Regions from separate parts of the Mus musculus genome. Here region 2 is linked to region 1. The links are chromatin contacts, called in public HiChIP or PLAC-seq maps. All regions are on one chromosome and are shown on one strand. Each heading gives the region's core, a stretch centred on a gene start, on an enhancer-like site or on the middle of the called end of the contact. The rest is flanking DNA. Distances are from core to core; before and after follow the strand shown. Region 1 overlaps Msi2 (musashi RNA-binding protein 2). Region 2 overlaps Msi2 (musashi RNA-binding protein 2).

Region 1 (3,260 bases), core at 477-2,976:
TCAGAAGCATATCTTATGGAGAAGAGGACAGGGGACAGGGGACAGCAAAGTGCTGCCTCATTTCCCACATTCCCCGTTTAGGCCCAGGTGGCAGACAGCATCACCACCAGTTAACAAGATCGCTATGCTGGCTGTAAATCCTCCCTGTGCTTGTGTCTTGTGTCTTCCTGCTCGCGTCAGCCTCCCAACCTTGTTTCTGCTCTGGCCAGTGGAGTTAGAAATAGATTCAGCTCCCTAGCCTCGCTTCTCCTAAATCTTCATGTTTTTGCTTCAAACAAGAATTCCTAAAATAGACAGAAGGTTTCCAGGAAGGCGTCCCATTTCCCTCTTAGTGTACAAAATATAGCCAGCTGTTAGGCAAAGGCATCAGACATTATTATTGTACCGTTAACAGTGTTTTAAAATATACAAATAGAAAAATATCCCCATGCCTTCTGGGTTCCAAGCTGGGCAAACTTTGAGATTATGTTAATCAAATGCCACGTTCATTTGCATACGAGGTATGCACTGGGCCTCACCCTTTGCTGCTTTCCTCTGTGGCCCTGCAGGGTTCAGCTTTAGTTCATTTGAAAGAAGGCAGGACCAGGGAGCTCCTGGCAGCAAAGGAGTTAAAGAGGCCTGTGGTGGGGATGGGAGCGAACGAACTGGAAGTACTTCCAGGGGGCTCACCTTCCCAGAGTCCTCCCGGAGGCCTCTGAAGAGGTCACTTACAAAGGAGTTGTTAGCATGAGAAAGGAAAGCTTTCTCTCCCAAGATGGTTTTCAGTGGGAACTGAAAAAGCACCAGAAATCATGGCCCAGGCTTGTGCCAGTGGGTGCAAGGGGTGGTTCTTCAGGGAGAGAAAGCACAGTTCATTTAGACTTGGCATAGACATCCGACCCGATTATTCTGTGGAGTGAGCATTGATATGGAGATTCTGCCCCACCCCCACCCCATCAATAGGACACCCATTACGTGGGTCATGTATGCTTTTCTTTTTCTTCCCCTTTCTTCTCCTTTTCCCCCTTCCTTTGTCCTCGTAGGAATAGCCTGTGTAGAATGGCCCGGTTTGTCAAGTTTCTGCCCTGTAAGTTTTTACAGTTCTGCATTTTGAGACTCCCCATATCTGTGACTTAGTCCCTAAGTGGGCTGCCAATAGGTGCTTTATTTACATTCGAAGCCACAGTAGAGAAAAGACCCAGGAATAAAACGTTAACAGGCAGGAAGAGGCAGGAGCCTAGCGTTTCTGACTGTTGCTAACCTCACTGCTGCCTTTAAAGCCAATCACGAGGCTCGCGGCTGATATTTAATAGCTTTGAGCTGATTATTTTTTCTTCTCCTCCTCTTTCTTTTCTCTCCAAGTTGACCTGGGTGTACTTGAGCGGAAATGAAGTCATCCAAATGCTGAATTAGAATAGTCACAGTCCCCTAAGAATGAAATGGAAGCAGAGATTAAATGGTGGAGGGAAAGCAGGCATTAATGAACACCGAGGGAAACTTTGCATAAAATAAATAGGAGCTTGAGCATGTCCCCGCCGCTTCTGTTTCTCCCTCGGTTTGTGTTGTCTTTTTGGTGTATCGCTGATGGCAAAGAGGGATCTGAAAGGTCACATACTCTCTGCCACCTAGGCGACAGCGCTCTCTTCTTTGTGGGATGCGTTTTCTTCTGTGATGGGGGAACCTGGATGGAGGGTCTGTTGTTGTGGAGGGCTGGCCATTACTTGTTGCAGCTGGAGTGGGTGGAGACAGATGGAAGAGAGGAAAGGGTGGGAGGCAGCACAGGGCCGGTGAGCCAGCCATCCTGATACTGTTTGTAACAGACAGATTCCTGCTTGTAGGGACTTGTTCCCACAAACCTGGGCTGGCCAAAGGTAGAGTGACCAGTTGTAACTGTTTACCTAGGACTGGAGCTCAGATCCTAGGAGTAAAGGAACCGTCAGAGCGGTCACAGCCTGAAGCTTCCCCCCCACCCCCACCCCCGTGTCCTGGGATTCTCTTTCACACCTGTTCACAGTGTACCTTCTCGATTTATTCCGGCAGCCGTGGGGGAGAGTTAGCACAAGACCTGTATGAACCAGGCTGGAAATTGTTCAATGAGAGAGTGGTCCGGGGAAGACAGGAAGAACAGGCAGTGGTGGTTTGGAGTGCAGCGACCTTTTGGACTCCTGTTTGGCTCCTGCTTGGGGATTATTTCTGTGACCACTGGAAATAATAATAATAATAATAATGAAAAAATTCTGCCCTAGCTCAGTGAAAAGTGAGCCGCTTGTAGTTAGAGAGCAGAGTGAGGATTTAATTAGATTTAAAAGCCCAGCAGAGCCTTGTTTACAGGAAGTGGTTTTAGGTGGTCTGCTGTAGAAGATGCAATTTCTGCAAGTGGATTACTTATAATGAGAGATTTTTGGTTGCTGAGGTCGCTAACGGCCTTTTATAATTGGAGGCAGAGGTAAATATTTTCTGACTTGCTTATGGCGTGTTAGCATTCAAAGAAACAATTTAAGGTGCTGTTCACTAAAGGAAAAATAAATGAGACTGTGGACTGCTCAGAGGCAGGCTTCCTGACTGTGTTTCCAGCTTTCTTCTGGACCGTCAGAAGGACTCGGAAGGCCTCAGGGAGAGGATGTGCTGCGGGCCTTCCAAGGCTTGGAACAATTAATTTTTTTTTTATATTTTATCTTTTACAAAAACATTCTTTTAAAAAAACTAGTAAACAAAAGAGGGGATGATTAACAATGTAGTCGCTCCATCTTAGCTGACATTACGTTCAGATTCCGGAATTCCTGTCATGTCTGCCCCTAACCCTTACTTGCCTGTCAGTTGTCCCAGTGCCATAGGATTGGCTCCTGTTTTAAACTGCTGGGGAGAGATTGGGAGAGGGTAAGTGATCGGTTCAGAGCTGATCAGCCAGACAGAAGGCTCAAGCTTCACACCCCAATCTTCTAGTGAGAAGACATGGGGTTTGGCTTCATGTGAGATACTCACGGTGAAGGATAGCCATCTGGACTGTCTTCCAGTAAATACCCCCTCACACTACTCTTTAGATGAGAACTTTAGTCCAGGCTGGCCCCAAACTCCCTGTGTTGTCATGAAGAACCTCAAACTTGTGATCCTTCTGCCTCTACTTCTAAATGCTGGCATTTTTGGCTATATACCACCACACTTGGTTCTGTGTCATGCTGGGGTTTGAACTCAGGACCTTGGACATGCTAGACAAGCACTCTGCCGCTGATCTACAGCTTAGGTCAGCTAACCATTACTTTATAACTATTTGTAAAATTTGT
Region 2 (3,260 bases), core at 430-2,929, 72 kb before region 1:
GGTATGCTTGCTATGCGTGTACATGAGAACCCGAGTTGCATCCCCAGCAGTACGGAGAGACAAATAGAAAGATGCCTGGGCCTTGCTGAGCCATCTTGCTGAGCTGGTGAGCTTTCAGGTTCAGTGAGAGACTCTGACTTTTTAAAATGTGTAGAGTCATAGAGGAAGACACCCAATGTTGAACTCTGTCCGCTACACACAAAACCAAAGAACTCAGAAATTGTGGATGAGGTGGATAACCTGGGTAGGTGGATGGATAGAGAAAGCCAGCGGTATTGCTGCCTGGGAAGGTTTTTGTCATGAAAAATAATCATTACCTTCCTTTTGAATTCAGCATCTTTTGCTTTTAGAGTATGAACCTTGCTGAGAAAAATGGAAACATCTGAAAGTGAAGCCCCGCCCCTCCCTTCCCCTCCCTGTCCCTTTGCATTGTGAAATTCCCAGAATTAAGAGGGGGACATTTGACCTGGGTCTGTGAGAGGCTGTTCCAGGCAAGGAGCCTATCCACTTGGGCCTGTATAGAAAGACCTGGCTGCACGCTTACAGTCAAGGACGAGTGTCTTGTCCCGAGTGCAGAAAGATGACATAGTCCTCTTCACTCAGGAATCCTGGTCTCCCCAGCGCAGCACCGTAGACGAATGACCTCTGGGGTGTCTCAAGTGGCTTGGTTCTTGTGACAAGATTATGAAAGCAGCCTCCACTCTTACTGGTGAAATAGACACAATTAGCCCTGTTTTGTCTACATTAAGCCCAGCGAGGAGGACAAAGAACAGTTGAGATGATAAATAAATGTGCTTTAGTTAAAACCTATGTGACAGCTCAGAGCGTAGGTAGAGATCTGTGGGCTCAAGGGAGGCCTCACCTGGGGCTCCTGCAGGACACTGGAATACAACTCTTAAGAACTTTTTTTTTGTTTTTTGTTTTTTTAATTTCCCTCTGTTAAACAGCTCTACATTCTACAGAAGGAGGTTGATTCCAGGAGGTTTCAGCACCTTCAACTGCATTTTTGAAAAAGCCCTATTTCCATTAACTTGCTTCGAAATAAAAAGCTAGTAATTTTTTTTTTAAAAGGTAAATGGTAACATTTTTGCTTTCCTAAGGGCATGTGCTGTCCTTGAAACCAGAATGTCCAACAGTAAATTATTTGATTCCTTCCAACAGTACCCCTTGTGTGTGAGGCAAGTATAAACTTCCAATAAGGACAAACTACTCAGTCAGCCCAAGCTTGGAGCTGTGTACTTTTCTACCCAACTGGGTGGGCCAAAAACCCTCCGTGGAGTTTGCTTTAGGGTGGGGTGCGGCAAACCTGGGCCACTGAGGCTATCAAGAGGTTTGCTTAAGACTTAACTTACGTGGGTTACTGCAAAAGGGTTTATCTAGAGTTGTTCTGCTCTTCTGTGTTTTTGTTCCCTACCAGCGGTTGATGGGCACGGTGAGCTGGTCGCCTTGGCACCAGGCTGTTGAAGGCATAATCAAATCACAACCCTCATTTTCTGAGTTACGTAATTTTGCAGAATGGACGCAGTGGCTCCTGGGAAAACTGTCTTTCCTCCTGTGAATTTTAAGGTCCATTTATAAAATGAGATGCTGTGTTGAATAGATGGCTGGGAGCGGGGAGGGTAACCTCATTTCACCTTTCTGCGTCTCCGAGGTTGAGTGGCCTTTGCCCGTGGCGCCTTCATGGAAACAGTTCTAAATATAGTTTCTGTTTGTTGTTGAATAATGACACAGGAGGGCCGGTGGTAGGGTTTCCAACTCCTTTCAGTCAGCAAGCAGGACAGAAGGCATCCCGTTTAGAGGGCCACTGTGACCAGAGGGCCACTTGAGGGACTGTGCCGTCAGCGTTCAGGCTATGCTTGCCACTCCAGGTGTACTGAGTGTGAACTGTCTCTCAGCTTCCTGAGACCTACCCACTCTCTTCCCCCAAGTTCTCTAATTGGTTCTTAACTAGTACACAAGTGAATCGAAGGCATATAGCTGGACATTCTACCCTGCCCTGGGTGGTTCTCCATCCACAGGTCTTAGCTAATGTTTAAGGGAGTGGATGATGTAATGTCCAGAGTCATGGGTACCAGTGTGGTTTTTTGCAGGGATTATCACAGGCCATGTAGGGCCCTAGTGTTCCAGGCTCTGGTACCTTTATCTTCGAATTCGTATTTCCGGCCAGACAAGGGATGAGATTATATTGTTTTCTTTGCCTGAAGAGGCTTTTTGGTCTTATTGTTCTGTTGTGTCTAGAACAGCTTAAACTCCATAGTGAAACTTTTTCAACTGGCCCAGGACATACGATTCTGTGTTCCTGCTTGTATTTCCATGCAGTTTCCTGATGAGCCCACAGCCACAGGCAGACCTGCTTTGAGGTATCAGGCTGGAGTCAGGTGACTTGGGTTTCTAGAAGTTTCTACAAAAGCTGAATAAAAGGGGGAGAGTTGAGATGTCAAGAAAGAGGAGCCCAAGAGCTGAGTGGGTCAGTTGTCTTGATACTCTTGGGGCTGAGCCCTGCAAGGGATGTACGAGAGTTCTGCTGCATCTCAGTGAGTCCCCAAAACTGGGAGGGACATTGTAGCAGGTGCAGGGAGCGCCAGTGTGTCCTAAAGTGCCATGTCACATGACCCAAGACTACCAGGCATATGGCCCTTCTTAGTAAACACTAGGTAAATGTCTCAGGCTTCTCTGAAGTGATCTCGATGCCCCGAAGGGATAAGAGGACAGGTTTTATTATTCTCTCCATTTTGTGACTTTGTATTGGGAAAGCAAAGGCTTGTGAAGAGGCAGGGTTGTGGGAGATGTTTTTACCTTAGCGAACTGCAGCATCTTCAGATGCTTTGAATGTTACAGACTTGATTTTTTTTTAACGTCATACTGGGAAATGATCTTAGTCTCCTCTTGTATAGTAACGTAGTAATATATCATGTTTGCTTCTCACTGGGCACCTAGTAAGCTTTTCTCCGTGTGGGAGACACACTTTGGAATTTGATCATGGTGCCCGTTTTTACTGAGATGCCTAGGGGACTTGGAAGTCAATGTGGGGAAGAGAAGAGACACAGTGTGTCTGTGAATCGTGTTTTCAGATTTATTTTACCCCCTTTCTGTGATAAGACTCTCTAGTTTGATTGTCTTATGTCTCATCGTTGGTTATCTTCGAGCCTTAGAGAAAGCAGGGAGTTGAAGATCCTTTTTAAATAATTACATAACACAAATAGGGGACAGCCTAAGGAAACCTTCACATCACACAGAAAGCCTTAGAACGGGAGAAGTTT

Evidence for each region. HiChIP or PLAC-seq counts read pairs in DNA pulled down with a chosen protein or histone mark.
Region 2: a contact with region 1 is called in an H3K27ac HiChIP or PLAC-seq map of heart atrium, with 5 read pairs. The contact joins two enhancer-like sites. A contact is called at or near these places in 2 of 39 promoter capture datasets (the C10 cell line and pre-B cells), 5 of 115 datasets of contacts at active chromatin or transcription factors (astrocytes, embryonic basal ganglia, embryonic forebrain and 2 more) and 2 of 9 other capture datasets (adipose tissue and liver).

Annotation. Positions count from the first base shown.
Region 1 is chr11:88,580,982-88,584,241 of GRCm38.p6, reverse strand. All of the region lies in intron 6 of Msi2 (musashi RNA-binding protein 2), which reads left to right. Among named protein-coding and RNA genes, the nearest start is that of 0610039H22Rik, 37 kb to the left of the region's middle. Within about 2 kb of position 1,726, at least 122 of the 459 cell types and tissues checked have an H3K27ac peak or open chromatin away from gene starts, as enhancers often do. A contact at or near this core is called in heart atrium, where this site is marked.
Region 2 is chr11:88,653,355-88,656,614 of GRCm38.p6, reverse strand. All of the region lies in intron 5 of Msi2 (musashi RNA-binding protein 2), which reads left to right. Among named protein-coding and RNA genes, the nearest start is that of 0610039H22Rik, 36 kb to the right of the region's middle. Within about 2 kb of position 1,679, at least 30 of the 459 cell types and tissues checked have an H3K27ac peak or open chromatin away from gene starts, as enhancers often do. A contact at or near this core is called in heart atrium, where this site is marked.